Regions from separate parts of the Zea mays genome. Here region 2 is linked to region 1. The links are chromatin contacts, called in public Hi-C maps. All regions are on one chromosome and are shown on one strand. The core of a region is the stretch at or near the end of the contact, and the rest is flanking DNA. Distances in the headings are between cores, read along the strand shown.

What was found. Hi-C and Micro-C count contacts between places; a contact is called where the count stands out from the background.
Region 2: a contact with region 1 is called in a Hi-C map of ear, with 2.4 times the contacts expected there. The contact joins the promoter of LOC100283823 here to the promoter of LOC103649910 in region 1. A contact is called at or near these places in 3 of 25 Hi-C or Micro-C datasets (ear, leaf and tassel).

What each region holds. Positions count from the first base shown.
Region 1 is chr3:30,091,049-30,096,565 of Zm-B73-REFERENCE-NAM-5.0, reverse strand. LOC103649910 (cation/calcium exchanger 4) reads left to right here and starts at 3,195. Exons shown (of 1, transcript XM_008675594.4): 1 at 3,195-5,455. The coding sequence starts at 3,430. The coding sequence ends at 5,352.
Region 2 is chr3:30,259,649-30,265,165 of Zm-B73-REFERENCE-NAM-5.0, reverse strand. It overlaps LOC100283823 (peroxin Pex14), which reads right to left and starts at 2,899. Exons shown (of 9, transcript NM_001361356.1): 1 at 2,782-2,899; 2 at 1,703-1,902; 3 at 1,577-1,625; 4 at 283-467; 5 at 15-198. The coding sequence starts at 2,815.

The DNA.
Region 1 (5,517 bases), core at 1,946-4,445:
GTTGCGCCCGAAGAGTGGATTTTCCCAATGTTGCCTTGTCTCCTGCTCGGCCTGTTCTTGAGCCCGTCGACGATCACGCCGTCGGGAATTCCTTCGTTACCTGAAGACATGTTCCTCCGGAGTTTCTCCTATCTCTGAGACCTCGTCTCGCGATACAGGCTGCACTGGGTCCCGCTCTCCGGCCTCGTGATGTCGTCGGATATTTCGGCGTTGGTTCCTTCGTCGGCGGGATTCCCGCTGAGGAGGTTCCTCTTCGGGTGCAGTCGGCTCGTCGTCAGAGATGGGGGGCGACTCCACTCTCCCGATGAAGAGGACGTCGGGGTAGAATGGAGTAGCGGTCACGACGATCTTCTTTCTATCCTCCTTTGAGAGCGGAGGCACAGAAAGATCAGCTTGACGATCCTTTGCTTCTTTTTTCCTCGTGATCCGTGTCCATTCTCTCGTCGGAGAGGTGGACAGCGGAGTTCTCCGAGCTGAAGGACCCTCAGCCCTTGTATCGCTGGAGGTGATCTTTTTTAGGAGCGCTGGAGGTTACACTTTTTCCTGCCTCGCCTCGATTTTCTCGGAGATTTCTGAGGAAGGCTTTCTCTCAGGCGGATCCGCCAGGCGATGCAGAGTTCCCTCCTCATCCACTACAGATGAGATAGTACCGAAGCAGAATATGGATCCGGGGCGGAGGATGATCTTGTGCTGGAAGGTGACAACCATTGAGCTAGCTTGGATCGATGACACACCCCCTACCTGGCGCGCCAGCTGTCGGTGTTTCGGGTCCGACCGCGCACCCAGGGTTACCCCCCAAGGTGCTTTTTTAGGAGTAGGACGGTGTTATCGACTGTAGCTCGATGGTTCATGCTGGGCGCACGAGAAATAGTAGACAACGATGTACAGGTTCGGGCCGCCTTGAGATGCGTAACACCCTACGTCCTGGCTGGAATGCTTTATGCGATGGGTTACAAGGGAGCTCTCTAGTGCTGGAAAACGTAGAGAGCGGGGTGGATGGCTAAGTGATGAATGATGTCTCTCTCGATCGATCGTCTTGAAGGGGTGCCCCCTTAGGCCTTATATCCTCGACCATGGGGCATTACATGTGGATATGATAACAACGTGAGCCAGAATAATAGTGAACTAACTGAGTTTGTCTCCCTATAATTCAGCCGACTCATCCTCGCCCAGTTCCAATGTACGGGGCTCCCGTGCGGGAAGGTCGGGTCACTGTTGTGATTACTGCTCGGATGTTGTTGGGTCGTCTGGGCTTGCACCGACCCAGCCTTGTGCTGATCTGTCTCACTGGTCGTTCCTCCCAGGCCCACGAGGGGGATGACCTTACGAATTATGGGGCCTTTGGGCCTTTCGTGAGGTCTTTTATCCTTCTAGTGGACCCGGGGGATATCTGTCCCCCACATGAGGCCTCACCCATACCTAGCTTCATCTGGGGCAGCAATGCTCCTCCTCATGTCAAGTTCTTCCTTTTGGCTAGCCTCGAAGGTCAAGCTCTAGACACGAGCTAACCTGCTGAGGAAAGGCATTGTCTTTGATGACACTTGTGAAATTTGATCTTCTGGCCAGGAAACGTCCTCGCACATCCTCGTGCACCACTCCTTTGCTCGTGAATTCTGGCACGCCATGGGTATCCAAGTCGGTGAGGACCTCAGCTGATTCAACCCGCACCAACTTCTTCGACCCCCTGTCTTCTCTAGGCTTCCCCCACCTTCGTTGCGCTTTGTTGCTGGCACTTGTGGAAGAGGCGCAACAATTATGTCTTCGGACAAGAACCACCCCCTTGTTGTAACCCTTCGTGCATGTATTGCAGATGCCCGCTTGTGAGCTTGTAGATTGAAATATTTTGAATCCACCCATGCTTTTGCTTGGCATGGACGCCTCTCCCATGCCCTTTGATGCTTGTAATCTCCTTGCCCTTTTAGGGTTGTTTTTCTAGGCTGCCAAGAGCCCAATATATCAGGTGTAGTTCCCCCACCCCCGTCGAGAAAATAAAAAGCAACATGTTTATTCTTCTTCATTAAATATTTTAAGACTAGAGATAAAATTGTGTTTTTAATGACTATTTTGCACTAATATCATTTTAGACTAAGTTTGTGTTTTTAGTGACTATTTTGTAGGATCACCTATTCATCCCCCTCTAGGTGCTCTCATAAACTACAAGCTATTACGTGCTCTATAGCCTGACCCACTCGATAGCGTAGCTCCCACAACTCGCCCTCTAGCTCTGAAAAGGGTGCGCAAAGGAAGGTAATTCGGATGAAAAACACGAAAGTAAATATCGAGAAGAGCATTACCGACCATACCACTGTCGGATTTGACAAGCCGAACCTAGAGATGGCCTGTCTCAGCGTCGACAACATCAAGAGCAGCCCAAGCGACAGAAAGGCTCCCTGAAGCTCAGAATCCGAGACCGATGGAGGGGCATCCCACGAGCCCGACCAGGACAACCCCATGGAGGAGGGAACGTCCCGACCACTGTCGGCGCGGGACGTAGCCCTTAAGCAAGAAAACCGAAAGTCAAGAACATGTGTATAATAATAAGTATAACCAAAATAACACACAAACAATCATGGGCTAGAAGGATCTTACCTTGACCTAGTACTCGTTGGTGGGATTGCCTCCTCCTGAAGAGGGTTCGCCGGCTGACCCTTTGCAGGGATCCATCCGTGATAAGGAGTTCTGAGCTCAGAAAAAGGGGTGATTGGGGGTACGAGTGTGGCAAGCAACGACTCCCTATGCTTATAAGCACTAGAAGGATGCGTTGCTCACGGATGAGGAGGGTTTGTGAAAGTCGCCCAGAAAGGGGATGAATAAGTGAAACCTGAAAATTATAACATTTGAACACGAACTTCAGCTAGAATTAGCATTAGAACGAGTAATAAACATGATTACGTTCCAAATAAAATCTTAGTTTGAATAGATCAATATTAATTTTTAGTGTAATATCTTATTACCGTTGGACTCAAATAAACATGATTAGGTTCCAAATAAAACTTGTCTTATACTCTTATTTACACCTATGACATAGTGCCACATGGACTATCAAAATTATTCCAGGTGAAAACAACTGTTTTAAAAGTTGTGAAGGTCAAAACAAACTAATTTCGTAGTTTAAGAGCAAAAATCAAATGACCGGGATTGGCCAAGTCCAACCCACCCCGCACTGTCACCAGCTTTTCGGACGGAGCCGAGCAACGGAGAACGGACAAGGCAAAGGGCAAGTGGGCAACCAATGAACCTGTTGTCGTCTCGTCTCCTTCGCTTCCTCTCGTCGTCAACTACCGAACCAGGAACCACGCCCAACATCTACGGCAAACCCTGACCCCGGCCACAATTCTCCGAGTCACCCCGTACCTGACAAATCCCCAAATCCGACCGCAAATTCGGCATGTGCGACTACGGAAACCCTTCACCCTGAACCTGCCGGAGATGATCGCGTCGCAGCCGCGCCGGGTTCGGCCCCTCGCCGCCGTCTCCCTGGTGTTATTCCTCCTCCTCCTGTACAGCCGCTCCGATGGGGGCTCACCGCGCGCCGCGCGGCTCTTAGGCTCCGGATTCTACCCTGTGCACCGCAGGTTCCTCTCCGATGCCGACCCTGCCGGCCCCGCATCCAGCGCCGCGAACCCTTCGGCTTCGGGGACCGTTCCGTTAAATGGCGAGCAGCCGGAGGACCCTTCCGTGGCGTGCGCGGGCATCGCGCTGCACGAGGGGTTCGGGACGCAGTGCGAGTTCCTCCGGGCCCACCCGCAGTGCAGCTCCGATGGGTTCGTCGACTACCTAGGCTTCTTCTACTGCAGATGCGAGAGGTTCAGGGTGCTGGGCTACGCGGTGCTCGGGGTATGCCTGGCCGCGCTGTTCTATATGCTGGGCAATACTGCTGCCGACTACTTCTGCTGCAGCCTTGAGAAGATGTCGGCACTGTTGCGGCTCCCGCCGACCTTGGCTGGCGTGACGCTGCTCCCCTTTGGTAATGGAGCCCCTGACGTGTTTGCTAGCATTGCGGCGTTTATGGGGAGCGGTGCTGGTGATGTTGGGCTGAACAGCGTTCTGGGTGGAGCTGTATTTGTGACTTGTGTTGTGGTCGGGGCGGTGTCGTTGTGTGTTGCCGAGAAGAATGTGCAGATTGACAGGAGGTGTTTCGTGAGGGATGTTGGGTTCTTTCTGGTGACTCTTTTGGCTTTGTCTATAGTGTTGACCATTGGGAAGGTGACTGTTTGGGGAGCTATGATGTTTGTGTCGATTTATGTGGTCTATGCATTTGTTGTTGCTGCAAATGAGGTATTGAGGAAGCATGCCAGGAGGCTGAAGTTTGATGTGTTCACACCGTTGTTGCCTGTGAGGGCAAGTATATTTGAACAAGGAGCAGAGCAGGATGAGTCAGCATACAGTTCACTTCTTGAGGAGGATGCAGATGGTGAGGTAACCCAAATGAATACATCCGTGCCTCAGTGGATGTGGGCTTCTCATGTAGCCATCTACTCAAATCATGGAAATAGAGATGGTTCGCCTGACAGCTCAAGGCCATTATGGGGTTGGAGTGAGGGAGAAGTGGATAACTCCACATTCAATATTTACAAGCTGTTCTCGTTTATGGAGCTTCCCTTGACGATACCAAGAAAGTTGACAATTCCTATAGTGGAGGAGGACCGCTGGTCCAAAGAATATGCTGTTGCAAGTTCTTGCTTGGCGCCTGTTCTTTTGGCATTTTTATGGAGCAGTCAGGATACAGTATCCACAAAGGTTAGCATAGCAGCATATGTTATGGCTGTCATGTTGGGGATTGCACTAGCTGCTCTGGTTTTCCTGTTCACCAGTAATGAACGTCCTCCACGGAGGTTTTTGTTTCCATGGGTTTTTGGAGGCTTTGTGATGAGCATCATCTGGTTCTACATCATCGCTAATGAACTGGTTGCACTTTTGGTTGCTTTGGGTGTGATACTGGGAATTAATCCTTCAATACTTGGGCTAACAGTGTTAGCATGGGGAAATTCAATGGGTGACTTGATGTCAAATGTTGCTTTAGCGATGAATGGAGGTGACGGCGTGCAGATTGCCATGTCTGGATGTTATGCAGGACCTATGTTTAATACACTTGCTGGTTTGGGTATATCAATGTTGCTTGGAGCTTGGTCAACGGCACCCAATTCGTATGTTCTTCCACAGGACCACTCTCTTATTTACACAATGAGCTTTCTTGTTGCTGGATTGATCTGGGCTCTTGTTATGCTGCCGAGAGGTGACATGCGGCCTAACAAGATACTTGGAGTTGGCCTCATTGCTCTTTACTCAATTTTTCTTTTTATTAGGGTAGGCAGTGCTGTCGGCATATTGCCACTGCCTGGATCGAGTTAGATAATTACTTGCCTGTAAAGTTGGGATTAATGTCAAAGTACTTGCTCATGGCTGCCATTTTATATAAATGAAATGAAGTTATACAGTGTTGGTCTGTTCTGTACTTGTGGTCCTGCATGTCAAGTTGTCTGCACATTTTTTGGGTTTGATATTTTTGGGAGAAAA
Region 2 (5,517 bases), core at 1,650-4,149, 170 kb before region 1:
ACAAATTCTGAAACCTTCATCTTTTGAAGCAAGCACTTCTTGGTTTATTTTAGCAATATCAGAAAAGGCTGATGCAGAAACTTTTATGGCTTCCCTAATTTCTTCACAAAGTTTGGAAGTATGTTCACTCTTTGCATTTTCATCTCCTTCAGCAACGACTCTACGAGTCCAAGATTTCAGACTAGGGATGACCAATTTCTGAGAAAAAAATATTCATGGGAATAAGTTCAGCATCTGACATAATTTTTTTAAAAAAAAAACTTACAGAATGACCAGATGTACCTTTAGGGTTATGGCAGCACTAGCCCCTAAACCAAGAAAAAGACCTGCACCAAGGAGTGTGTTTACCCAGCTCAACTGTGCCTTTGTATGTGGAACAATTGGTCCAGCAGTGGCAGAGGCAGTAGCTGCTTGTGGTTGAACTTCTGTATAAGGTTGCAGCACAACAGATTGACTGGGATTGTTTGCTGGAGGAATAAAAGAAACAAGACAGTTACTAACTTCAGTCTATGGCATAAATTCTGGAATAATTTGTATGAACTATCATCATCAACAACAACAATATCTAAGCCTTTTAGTTCCAGCTCCCAATTAAGTTGGGTAGCCAGGTAGGACAGAGTTGAATCCAACATAGACCACTCACAAAAGGGGAAAAGAAACAAAGAAATCTCTACTATATTAAACCACCAGTTTTCCTGGTTCCACGGTTCCACCGTCATCAATTTTACAAAAAAAACCCTTATATTTCTTTTGTAATCAATCCACTGTCCCTCTGATTTGGTCGGATCTCCTGCTTCGCCCCCCTCCTCACGCCAACGAAACATAAAAAAATCACCAGCACGAGGATTCAAACCGTGATAACTAGAAAGAGGGCACTCGTCTCTAACCACTACAACTCATATTGGATTGTGTTGTACAAATAAATCATATATCATATATGGAAACCATAGCGATGCACGGGCAACTAACTATATACACAAAAGCATCACTAATAGTGATATTACTAGGGATAAAGACTATTTGTGGTTCAGTCACATGAATAGCCGATTTCCATCCACTCCTATTCAAGGACAATTCCATCGTTGAAGGGAAAAGAGAATCATAGTGCAATCAACCTATAGCTACATCAAGATATTATTATTTGAAATAAGTTAGTCACTAATTCAAGAAAGCAAAATAAGTTGATCGCAAGTGCTATACAAGACATAAGAGCAGTTGCAACTGAGGAATGAAAGAACAGTGAAAGTATCTTCATCAAGCAGAAACAGATACTAATTTTCACTAGTGTTATTTGTTTGTCAGCTATCCTGACAAAGCTAAGAAAACAGGAAGTAAATCTTCCTTGTTCAGGTGAAAAAAAACATTGTGCAAATCAAGCTTCTAAGATTTCTTATAATTTGGATCTGCTATTTTGCCATCAATTTAACAACAATCATATACTGATAAGTGATAGCTAGGGCTGAACATAATAAGAAGATCTAAATAATAAAAATCAGAAAGAATTAAAATAAAGATGATGTCCAAAAAATGAGATGGTATCACAGTAAATTGCACCATATCTAGAATGATAAGTTACCTTGTTGCCTACCAGCAGCTACAGCATCTGTTCCATTTGGCTTAGGGTCCTATAAGGCATTAAGCTAGCTCAGAAACACTTTCACCTAGGGTAAACAGTAGGGGTAGCAGGAAAATAAAATCTTACAGGAACTCTACAAAAGGCCTCATCAATTTCTTCACTTGTAAGGCCTTTCTTTTCCAGGAAGGAACGCCTGTGAAATACTGGAGAACCCTTCACTTTCGGATGTGAAAGAAACTTCACAGCATTCTGTATGTAATCCTCCCTCATAAGCTGTGGAGCTTGAATTACAAGATTATCGAATGATTCATTCCCACCAGAACCACCTACAGAGTCAGAAAATCAGAATGTACCATTTTGTTTTGAGATCAGGGGAAGCGTAAACAGTTAAGCACAGTGAGTCGTCAATAAAAGAACAAGACGAACCCTCAGAACTGCCATTTTGTCCACATCATTTCATTGTGTGATGGGAGTAGTGTTAGAGGGGTAATTTATATGCAAGCCTGAACTCTGCGCCCATACACAACACATTTGCAGAAATCTGTTTACAAATTTCAAACATGAATTAACTTTTGTCCCACCCACCACTTACATCTATTGAATTTTGTTTAAGACCAAGAAACATGCTAGTTCCAGTTTGGTTTGAAGCATTTTTGCAACCTTAGTTCCAGCCTTGCACAGTCCTAACCACCAGCAGTCATTAGGCTGTGTCCACAAAAGGGCGCGCCTTTTATGATTTCGCCTGATGCAAGAAGCTAGAGCATCCATTTTGTAGCCTACTCTTGAAACTTATGAGCCAGATAAGCATCATCATGCTCATCAACCATTCATTAAACAAGTAAAGAGCCCTGATTACTAGCGAAGAACTCTCACAGGACAAATCAGAACAAAAAATATATCCTCGAATAGCTCAGAAATCCACTTCTTTGTACGCCAATTCGACGAATTGGACGAATCCCTAGTCTCCTACTCCTTCCAGCCGGCAGCCGCAGGACCCATCAACGACATATGTACCAAATCCTCGCCGTCGCTAATACTCGATGAATAATTCGCGTCAGATTGTTACCGATGAATTTAACCAGAGGTAATCAACCCGGCACCAGAGTCGCCACGCAAAGAAAGGTCACACCTGCCGCAAGAATCGCACGGAGAAAAGACCGGAAGGTGTTTTATGCACAACTGATGAGAAAGGAAGAGAGTCTGACCCTGCGGCGCGGAGCTGGGTGACTTCTCGGCCATCGGAGAACCTCACAGCGCGGATGGACGAACACGGGAACTCTCGAATCTCGACCTGAGGGAGACAGAATCGGACGACGACGACGCGCTGGAACATCCCCGCGTAAAAAATATTTATGCCCATTAAAAAATTTGTACCCATAACGGGTTTAAGATTTTGCCTAAACCTATATCCATCGGGTTAGCAGGTACCCATGGGTTACCTATAGGTTTCATCTCCAATATACTTGTTTTTCTTTAATCAATAAGTATCGTAATGATTAATGATATCATGATCCAAAATCTATGTAATGAACAACGAGTTTATCATTTAGTATAAAAATTATTAGTAGAGAGAATGAAATACAAATAATAAATTGTATAATTAAGTGACCTTGCACTAAGTTATTCATCCACCACATATATAACGCTAGTAAAAACTATAATAGCAAGCAAGCAACACTCTCACCGACTACTGATATATTCACCAATTGATAAAAATTATGAAGTAAATAAAGAATAACAAGTTTGTTGTTCGTTTATAAAATAAAATGATAATATGCATTAGATTTGGTCGGGTTTAAAAAACACATGAGTTCACGAGTTTGGGTACTATAGAAACAAACCCGTACCCATAAACCTGCCGGGTATAGATTTATGCCCATTAACAAACCCATGAGTATGAAAATTGACCCAAAACCGTACCCTATGGGCATGTATAGTAGAGAGACATCAAAACGGTTCTCCAAGCACAAGAGACAACTAAGAGACTCTATTATACAATGGAGTGTCTATAAATGTAGTATGTTAATAAATACATAATTAAATGCATTTGTACAGCATCAGATCGATAAAACATACGACAAATTCGTACAGTGGGAAGTAAGGCGTCTGTTGCTACTTGGTTTACGAGCCAGAGGCGTCTCTTCACGGAGAGACGGCTCTAAAATTTTTTACAAATACCCCCCTTAAGACACCTTAAGTGCCTCCACATTAAACATCACTGTACATACCCTAATGGGGTAAAAACCCATCGGGTTTTAGGTTTCGGGTACCCATTGCCATCTCTAAGTATGAGTCTATGACCGTGCGCATGTGAGTCCAGACTCAACGTCGTATGTCTTTTATCCTTTCTTTGAGTCTAGTACAAATATTTAAATATTAATTATGAATATTAAATATAGACTTGATTAGATTTAATAAATATGTCTTATCTTTTAATGTTATTCTCGTTGATGCTCTATGCAAAGAAAAACTCACGCGAGAATCAAGCATCCGGACGAGTAACTTCATAAAGAGTTGCGAGCTTTCTCCATACGTAAGTGATGCTCTACTTCTGGCCTTCTCTCGGACGCTCTCGTGTAACACCCAAAATTCTATTTTAGGGTTTATAAAAGTTCTCCAAAGGATTTAAGATAAAAATGTCTTTTAATAATATATTAATTCTTTATAATGTATAGAGGAAATAAAATAGTGATGTTCAACCGATGGTAGTACAAAACTTGAAGTCAAAACTTTGGACTGGAATTAAAATAAGAAAGATTCCAAATTTTTTAATGAGTAAAATTTAGTGCCTATGAACCATCTCTTAGTAGGAAATAAATCATAAATTCTTGTACAAATAAAATTATTTAGAATTAATGTCTAAAGAATAATCACCAAAAGATTTATGATGATACATTAGAAATTGTTTTCTTAGAATAGTGTCTTTTTGGTGTATATGAGTTTCATATTAAGAGAATATTTGTTTAAAAGATAAAACAAGATAATTGTTGGGGGCCTTCGTCCTCCGAAGGTCCTCAAAAACATGATTTGACAATGTTTTCCAAGTGGATTATGTGAACAGGTACCTTCGGACTCAGAATTACGAACATGAAGTGCGGTCAGGACGAAGCCTGAACCAGACGAAGGACGGGCTGATTACCAAGCTCCACGAAGGATGGTGCACAGCCGAAGCTGTGCGCAGGGAAGCTTCGTCGCGATAGCAGAGAGGGGAACCGACTTAAAGATGAAAAGACTACGTGGGCCTTGTCAGATTTCCATAAGTCATCGACAAATGTAATGGACATAAATGTAATTTTACGTGGGCTGCGTCCCGCGTCTATAAATAGATGAACAGTACTCCCGTACTGTTCACGCTGACTTGGCATTTGCTTTTGCGTCACGCTTGTACTTTTTACCTTCTCTCAGGACCGAAGGTACATTTGTAATTTGAAATCATTTCTATTTTTCCATGTTAATAAAATAGAAATGATTCTATGATGATGCTTATATTATATTTCATGCTTTATATGAGTCCTTCGTCATTACTTGTTATGTTTACGAAGGTATGTCTCTTATGACCTTCGTCCGAAACTCATTATTTCCCGAAGGGACATAATGCTTCGAAGGACGAAGGACTTTAACACTTAACACTTTTTATGTTGCCTTGTTCTTAACTCTTAGCATTTGAGAACAAGTCCCCAACATTGGCGCCCACCTCCGGTGAACTCACTTCCACTTCGAGTTTTTTGAACACCTTCGGAAGCTATAGACCCTCGCTATGGCGCCGAAGAAAGCTTCAGCGACTGGGGCTGCAGCACTGCAACCGCTGGACCCCAACCAGGAAACCGTCTCTCTCCGGGAGGCCCGAAACCAGAAGAGGAAGGCTGTCAGCCCGACGATTCAGGAGGATGAACTAGACCAAGAGATCAGGGACATGGAGATGCTACATCAACAGGTGCAGA